2 separate regions of the Mus musculus genome follow, and region 1 is linked to region 2. The links are chromatin contacts, called in public promoter capture Hi-C maps. All regions are on one chromosome and are shown on one strand. The core of a region is the stretch at or near the end of the contact, and the rest is flanking DNA. Distances in the headings are between cores, read along the strand shown. Region 1 holds the start of Sytl4 (synaptotagmin-like 4). Region 2 holds the start of Pcdh19 (protocadherin 19).

Region 1 (4,347 bases), core at 1,731-4,230, 290 kb before region 2:
ATTGTTGATGTTTGACTTGGTGCATTGACTGCTGGGTAGGTAAGACTGTCCTAGAGATAAAGAGTCACATCTTTGTGTCCTTTTAATGAGCTACCTCTTGGTGACTGAGAAATTGCACACTTGAAAGTAAAACTTTAAAGTGTTGCTGAGTAATAATGAAGTTGGAATAAATATTTTTAGGTCAATTCTGTTTGAAGCTATTTTCATCCCTACTAAGGATCATCTGCCAAAAACCACATTTCTAAAACCAGCTTTGCATGCATGTGCATGTGTGTAACACGAAGTCCACAGACTCTCCCAATCCACCCTAGACCTTAGTTGTCAAAGTTTTACAAAGCAAGAAGGTTTCAGTTTTGAAGGGGTTTGGGTTTCTTCACACTTTAGGGTGGATGAGTATATTAAAAAGGCAGGTTTCAGAGCCTGGCAGCTGGATTTTTAGTGTTTTGTCTACCAAAATTGAAATTATTTTTTTCCTATTATATTTTTTTAAAAAAAGATTTTGGTACTGGGGCTGGAGGGATGGCATGACAGTGAAGAGCACTGGTTGCTCCTCTGGAGGACCTGAGTTCAATTCCCTGCACCTACATGATAGCTCACATCCATCTGTAACTCTGCTTTCAGTGAATCTGATGCTTTCTTCTGGCCTTTGCAGACATTGTATGCTTGTGGTGTGCACACATATATGCAGGTAAAACATCTACACACATAAAATTTAAAACATGAAAAAGTAAGAAAAAATTGGTATTATCAAAACCATATATACTTATGAGAAAGTTGAAAAATAGAGAAAACCGAGAGAACAAAAATTCCATCAGTTTTGTTACAAGCATTCATTAATATTTTTGCATGTTTCCAAACATTTTATTCATATTGATATAATCATATTTTCTATTAAATGCTGTGTCCTACTTTCAAATAATAGTATACACAATATAATATATTCAAATAATATTTATATACGATATTATACATAGTATAAGCATTTCCTTGTCATAATAAACTGTATATATCAGTTTAATTGACTATAATAATATTCCATTTGTAGGACTATATAATATTTTACTTAGCCATTGAACTATCTTTATCTGTTTCTTTTTAGTCTAGTTTATAGTGGAAAGAAACTTTGTATCTTTATCTGTTTCTTTTTAGTCTAGTTTATAGTGGAAAGAAACTTTGTGTTCACCTCTATTTCCTTAGGATTCATTCATTAATTAGCCTGTCATGCAATTGTTACTCAGGGCTTACTATGTATCATATACTAGTTTAGGTGCCAGCTGTCTGCCTCAATTGGCAGGCTGTCTTTTACTTAGAATCCTTGTGTGTGTGGGGAAGGAACACATTTAAGAGAAAAGCTTCATGGATTTCAACTTTGGCTGTGTTGAGTTTGAGGTGCTTGCAGGATATCTGATTGGAGATGCTAAGGAAACAGAGCTCAATATAGCTTCCATCTGGGAAGAATTATAGAATTACAGATGTGGTCATATAGATGAAAGATACCATTTAGAGAGAGCTCATTTATCTTCACTCTGAGATTGTCTGACATGACAGCAGAACATGAACCCTATCAAGGAAATGGAAGAGAAGGCAAAATACTAGGAGGAAAAGCAAGGCAGTGTGACAGATACCACAGAATTCATTTCAGGGGTAAAAAAATGGCCAATGGGGTTAAATGTAGGGAAGAGGTCAGGCAAGATAAGAACCAGTAATGCTTTATTTGTTTATTTATCAAGGAATTTATTGATGCAGAGATCATTGGTTTGGTAGCTCATTTAGCTTAGTTTTGGTTGCGGGGAAGGAGACTAGATTTTTAAGCGTTGAGAAATGAATGAGAGAGAAGAGAGTGAGAAATTGCAGACATGTCTCACCTGTAAAATAGTTTCAATAAATTGACCCTTAAAGGAGGTATAGAGAGATCTTGCATATGGGTAGGACGCAGATTTTCTTTTAAGATGGTAGAAAGTTTAGTACGTTTCATTGGTAGCAGTAGATAAGACGGATCTGCCTACTTTTCACTGCTGACGTGAAGCAAAGACAGAGAGGAAGGTGGAGATGTGGGTAAATATAAACATTTTTGTGTGTATCGAAGGACAATGAGCACATGCTTTCAAAAGACAGTTCTTAAGCAGGATCCGTGCCTGCTAGAAGTGACAGAAGAGCTGACCTGGCGCTTCCTTTAGCCTTTTACAACCCACGGTTGTTCTCAATTGTTGTCTAGTTTTTAATGAGGTGACTGATTTAACTAGTTGTGTCTTTGAGTGTGAATGCATGAAATTAATCTATACCCTTTCCCTAAAGATGACTTTTACTTGCCTCATAAAAACAAAGAGTCAATCTGAATGATATATGTGTTAATATTCCCCCAAATAAAATTCAGACCATTCCCTCTCCTGTTCCTCTACCACTCGCCCTGCCCTGTCTTCCTTTCCCCACACCCCCATATAGTCATCTTTCTATTCTTTTTAAAAGTTTTTACAAGTTATTTATTTCGATGACCCAATCCGTTTCATCAGGGTTGCTTACAGGGCGATTATTTACAGGCACTCGGGCTCCTTACCAATACCTACATCAATGAAGAAGTTATCTTTCTCTCTCCCCTCCCCCCCGCCCAGTGACTGACTCTTGTTTTCTTTTCTTTTCTTTTTTTTTAATTAGATATTTTCTTCATTTACATTTCAAAAGAAGTACTTTACTATTGGACAACTTTTGGCTCGCTGAACAAAAAGGCAAGTGAACTTTATTCCCATTCCTACCCCCACCCCCGACCCCCATCATCTAAGAGAGTGAGCAAAGATAGACTAGACGGAAATGGCAGAGGAGGGACATCCAGTAGGTCCTCAAACTCTGCTAACTCAGGAGGAAATTCCTCCAGTGCCTTAAGGCTTTGGTTCCCAGAACTCTCTACTGTACTAGTTGGCCCTCTGCTCAAATAGCCCTGCGCTCAGTGCGGCCCCTTTAAGAGTCCAGCTCCTCCCCGCTCCAGGGAAAGTTGCAGCTTTTTCCGCCTCCTGGGAGGGTTGAGTAGGGCCGGCCGCCTGGGTTGCTGGTCTAAGTCTTTTTGGAGCTAGAGACCCTTCCAACCATTCGGCACCCGGACCTTTGGTCACCTAGTAGCACCTGTTGCAGGTGACAGGTAGGTGGCAGCTAGTATCTGAGCGCACCCTCACCCTCTCTCTGTCTGGGACTTCTTGGACTCCCCCAGCCCCGTGTCTCACCCCCACTTCGGGGGCGTGTGTCCTGTTGTACCTTGTGTGAGGTCCCTGTCCTCCCTCCCCAGCTGCCACGCGGGCCCTTCTGCTGTGTCCGCGTCTAGGGACCGCACCCCCACGCGGTGCCTCCCGTCTGCTCCAGGCGGTCCCTCCCTGCCACTTATCCTTCTCTCGGGCTGCTTCTGCCCAGTTCCCTTGAACGGAGTTTGTGGGAGCTACCTCTCCACAGGTATCCTTGGCTCTGCGCGCCCCAACTCCCTCCCCCTCCGTCCCCTCCAGTAGCCTTGGCCCCTCTAGAGAGCTGGCCCCTGGCGCAGGCTTGAACAGGCTTCTAGTGGAACTGTGTCCTCGGACTTGGAGGCTAGTCACCTTTTTGGTGACCTCGCTGGACTTGACTGTCCAGCTCCTTCTATGGCCCCTCGCTGTTTCTGAACTCCAGGCTTCTGTTTTCCTAGCTTCACCTTGTCTCTTCACCACAGGTACAGACTTCAGGCAAGTTGACTCTTGAGTTCTACCTCAGTGGGTTGGTTCCCCTTGGGCATGGAGCTGGAGCCCCAGCTGTGTAGGTTAGAGCTCAACTCCTTTATCATGCCCCCTTCAAACAGGCTGGGGGGTTGCTCCTGGCAGAAGGACACCAGTGCTCCTCCAGCCTGGAGAGGATGATGAGCACTGAGAGGACACTGAAGGAGATGGATGGGCTTTAGGAGAAGTTGATGGTAAAAGAATTTGGTTTAAAATTCTGATAGCTTGAAAAGTGATGTGTTTGCTTTAACCAACTCTTTCTCCCTCCCCCGACCCCAATATGCTACAGTTTCAGGACCAGAGGATCTAGCATTCTAGTATATAAATGGCTTCTAGAAGGACTGACCCTAAGCCCTGTATATCTGTGGGAGAAATTAATCTCCTATATCCCTTGACTTCCCTACCTCACTTTCCCTTTCTGCTTTTGTTACTTTGAGACAGGGTCTCACTGTAGCTCAGGATGGTAGACAAGGCTGGCCTCACACTGGCTGGCAATCCTCCTGCCTCTACCTCCCAAAGTGCTGCTGTTATAGGTCCGCAACATCACATCTGTTCTCTGCTGTTTTTTTTTTTTTTAAACCTGGTTACTCTTCTGCTCTTTCTTAGCTGCACTCTTCAT
Region 2 (4,321 bases), core at 322-2,821:
TAATTTTTTTGAAGGGCAAAAACGAGTCTCATTTTGAGACTACGGGTTCAGGTCAAAGCCGCTGGGCTAATTATGAGTTTCTTCAACCAAGACTCCCAAATAACAGACACTAATAACTCAGAAAGGAGGTTTGCTCTATCCAAGAACTGTGAATTCAGAAGCTATTTCCCATCCTCAATCTGTAATTTAAAAGAAAAAAAACTGGAAAAAATGTTCATCGAGGGCGCATTTGATTCTTTCCGCTTGAGATCTTAATTAAGAGCCTAAGAGCCTTAGATCTGGGCGGGGAAGAGTCCACCTCTGTTTCTAGGGTGCCTTTGGTCCAAAAGGCAGAGTAAGCTTGATGTCAACCCTGGCCACGCCGGCCTCTGGCTTTCCAGCATTGGCAAAGGCTACAGCTGCCACCGCCACCCAAGGAGAAGTGGAAGCCCCCCTACCCTCCAGACAGAACCGGCCCCGGGGAACACTGAGCGCCCACCACACCATAGTGGGCTCACGGCGGCTAGGGACCTCGGCGCGCCCACTCCGAAGCTTCTGTCCGGGTCTGGGCTCTCTAGACGCGGCGCGGCGCGGCGCGGTGGCGTCCGCTCTGCTCCGCTGGCTTTTCTCAAACATAGTTTATTTATAGGAAGCTAAATTGTCCGATAGGGTTGGGTGAGGGGTGAGAAAATGTAGCCAGAACCCTTAGAGGCTAAGTCCTTAAGCCACCGATCCCTTTTGATTAACTAGAGACCTGAGTGAGCCAGAGTGGACCAGCAGCCCTGCAGCAGCAGCTGCTGCTTCTCTCTCTCTCTCTCTCTCTCTCTCTCTCTCTCTCTCTCTCTCTCTCTCTCTCTCTCTTCCTCTCTCTCTTTCTCTGTGTGTGTGCACGCGCGCGCGGGCGCGCTCGAGCTGGGGTGTTCCCAGGAGTGTATCATCTTCCCAATGAGGAAGGATAAGGATAATGGTTTGGGTGGGTGGCGGCCTTGGTCTTGGCAAAAGTGAAGATGCACTGGCCAAGAGCTTGATGAATGACCATAGCAGGGGCGCTTACTCCTCTTCCTTCCACTACCAGAGAATAAGAGAAAACAGATACAGAAATGCTGAAGAGTGAGACAAAGGAGAGATAAAGAGAGAGAGAATATTGCATTTAAAATATGAAGATACCTGAGAGAGATAAACAGCAAGAAAAGAAAAATCAAACCCTCATCTTTTTCTGTAATCTCTGCAGACAAGAGATGCAAAAAGGGCTCTGTTCCGAGGCTGACTGAGCTTCAGTGGCAGCACACCTCAAATCTGGCCCACTTCTCCTTTCCTACTTTGCTTGTCCCAGGCCAGTCAGGTACCCACCCTCCCCTTACCCCCACTCCTGCAGGGGCTCTGCAGTTCAGGGTACTCTACTCAGTTGGGCCAGTGTGTAAGTTTCCGCTTGGCCCCGCCTCCCCCGGCCTCTCTCCTCCCCACCCCCCCTCCCCGCCTCGCGCCTTGGTCCCGCCCCAAGACCGGAGCCGCTGGGCTGCGCGCTGATTGGCTAGTGCCTGGCGTAGCCGGGCTCGGCAGCTCGGGCTCTCTCCGGCTCTCTCCAGACTCTGTGGCCAGTAGTTTGCGGCATCGGGAGGAGGAGCAGCAACAGCAGCAGTAGCGGCAGCGGCTGGCTGAGAGGGGAGACGGGCGAGCGGGTGCAGACGGCAGCACCAGCTACCGCTCACCATGCCCGGCTTGCCCAGAGGGCACTGGCATTCACTTCCCTAGCCCCTCGCGGGCTGCGGCGCAGTGTCCTCCCTGGCTTTCCAGCTGAGCCGATTCATCTGAGACCCGAACCTCTCGCCCCAAACCCATTCCTTCCTGCTCTCCCCCTCTCTCTCATACTCCACATTCGCACTTCCCATCCACACATTCACTCTTCCTCTCTTTCGAACATCCACGAACAGACCTCCCCTGCGCGCGAGCGCCGGGGAGGGAGGAAGCCCTAAGCAGGGCTGATAGCGCTTCTCCTGGAGGATGGGATCCAGAAGCTCCCGCAAGTAAACTTTGGAGCCGACAGAAGCCCTCGACCCTGGCAGCTGCCCAGGCGGACCCCAACAACATGCGGCTGAACTAAGGAGGGCTTTCTTTGGCGGCGGCGGCGGCGGCGGCGGCGGCAGCGGCAGCGGCGGCAGCGGCGGCGGCAGCGGCGGCTGCTGCGGTCCTTGAAGCTACACCCCAGCCCAAACCCAGGAAGGCAAAGAAGCCCCGGGTACCCGCGACTGCAGCCCCGCCTCTTCTGGCCGGTACTGTAGTAGCTTCCTTTCTTCACCTTCCCATTCCCCGTGTCCCCTCCCCCTTCCCCGGGGCAATTGGAAAGAGCAGGACTTTGATTTTCTTGGACAAATTGCCATCTTCCCGTTTTTAGAAACTTAAGGCGGAGGCCTGGGCTGCGTTGGCAACTTTGATTTCCGAGATATAAACGCCCGCAGACCCGCAACTGCTCTGTGGGAGGAACCCTGCGCCCACCTCGGATCCTGGGCAGACGCACCCCCCACCCCACGCCCTCGGACACCAACCTCAGCGCCCGGGAGAGTGCTCTCGCATCTCTCCCCTCCCCCTTCCTCTGCCCGCCCCGGGACAGCCCTCCAGCTCTGCCAAATCCCTGGGAGCCCACGGATCTTGCCAGGAACTCAGACTTCTGCCTGCGATCCCCCCTTTCCCTCTAACAGGCCTTGAAGAGGCCAGAGGGCCCCCCCCCCCCGGATCCCGGAGGGTGCGTACCAGGCGGGAGCTCCCTCCGCAGTGAGCTGGGCGCGCTGGGGGGAGGTCCTTGCGCATGCCAGGTGCACAGACTGCGCGCTCGCCTGCCCCAGTGCCGGTGCGCTGCGGCGGGTCCGGCAGTGCCTGAGAGGCTGCGCCCCCACAGCCTTCCACGTCCGCGCCCCGAGTCCACTACCGACTCTGCTGCTTGTGGCCCTCTGGGGCGTGCGAGCGCCGCTCGAACCGCAGCCCTGCGCTGCTGCGGCCAGTCCCGCCTGGCTAACTTTGAAAGGGGAAAACTGAGTAGCCGGGCTGGAGGGAGGGGGCTCGGGGCTGCGCGGCGCTCCCTGGGCACCCCGGAGCCCCCGGCCCCCCAGACAGTCTCTGCTGAGACCACTGCAATCTCAGCATTGGAGCCTGCGCGGGTTCCTCCCGCGCGCCTCCGGGCCGCCCTGGGCGGGACTCCTCCCGCGGCCTCCGGGGCCACGGGGCGCGCGCAACAGGCGGCCCGAGCCGGCGGGAAGCTGGAGCGCCGGCGGCGTCGGTCTCGGAGGGGTGTGGAGAGGCGAGGCAAGGCAGAGCCCCGCGCAGCCATGGAGTCTCTCCTGCTGCCGGTGCTATTGCTGCTGGCTGTACTGTGGACGCAGGCGGCTGCCCTGATTAACCTTAAATACTCGGTCGAAGAGGAGCAGCGCGCCGGGACGGTGATCGCTAACGTGGCCAAGGACGCGCGGGAGGCCGGCTTCGCGCTGGACCCCCGACAGGCTTCTGCTTTCCGCGTGGTGTCCAACTCGGCTCCGCACCTGGTGGACATCAACCCCAGCTCGGGCCTCTTGGTCACCAAGCAGAAGATTGACCGAGACCTGCTGTGCCGCCAGAGCCCCAAGTGTATCATCTCGCTCGAGGTCATGTCCAGCTCAATGGAGATCTGTGTGATTAAGGTGGAGATCAAAGACCTGAACGACAATGCTCCCAGTTTTCCGGCCGCACAGATAGAGCTGGAGATCTCTGAGGCAGCCAGCCCCGGCACCCGCATCCCACTGGACAGTGCATATGACCCGGACTCCGGCAGCTTTGGTGTGCAGACCTACGAGCTCACGCCCAACGAGCTGTTTGGCCTGGAAATAAAGACGCGGGGTGACGGTTCGCGCTTTGCTGAACTGGTGGTGGAGAAGAGCCTGGACCGTGAGACACAGTCACATTACAGCTTTCGCATTACGGCTCTCGACGGAGGCGACCCACCACACATGGGCACAGTTGGCCTCAGCATCAAGGTGACCGATTCGAATGACAACAACCCAGTGTTTGGCGAGTCCACCTACTCAGTGAGCGTGCCTGAAAATTCACCTCCCAATACACCCGTCATCCGCCTCAATGCCAGCGATCCAGATGAGGGCACCAATGGCCAAGTGGTCTATTCCTTCTATGGTTATGTCAATGACCGTACGCGTGAACTCTTCCAAATTGACCCACACAGCGGCCTGGTCACCGTCACCGGTGCGCTAGACTATGAAGAGGGCCATGTGTACGAACTGGATGTGCAAGCCAAAGACCTGGGGCCCAACTCTATCCCTGCACACTGCAAAGTCACAGTCAGCGTACTTGATACTAATGA

Evidence for each region. Promoter capture Hi-C pulls out the DNA fragments that hold promoters and counts their contacts.
Region 1: a contact with region 2 is called in a promoter capture Hi-C map of liver, with 4 times the contacts expected there. The contact joins the promoter of Sytl4 here to the promoter of Pcdh19 in region 2. A contact is called at or near these places in 3 of 39 promoter capture datasets (embryonic stem cells, liver and stem cell-derived epiblast-like cells) and 1 of 9 other capture datasets (liver).

Annotation. Positions count from the first base shown.
Region 1 is chrX:133,980,445-133,984,791 of GRCm38.p6, reverse strand. It overlaps Sytl4 (synaptotagmin-like 4), which reads left to right and starts at 2,980. Exons shown (of 17, transcript NM_013757.2): 1 at 2,980-3,130.
Region 2 is chrX:133,686,243-133,690,563 of GRCm38.p6, reverse strand. Pcdh19 (protocadherin 19) reads left to right here and starts at 1,571. Exons shown (of 5, transcript NM_001105246.1): 1 at 1,571-4,321. The coding sequence starts at 3,300. Gm26851 (predicted gene, 26851) reads right to left here and starts at 2,784. Exons shown (of 4, transcript NR_153117.1): 1 at 2,728-2,784.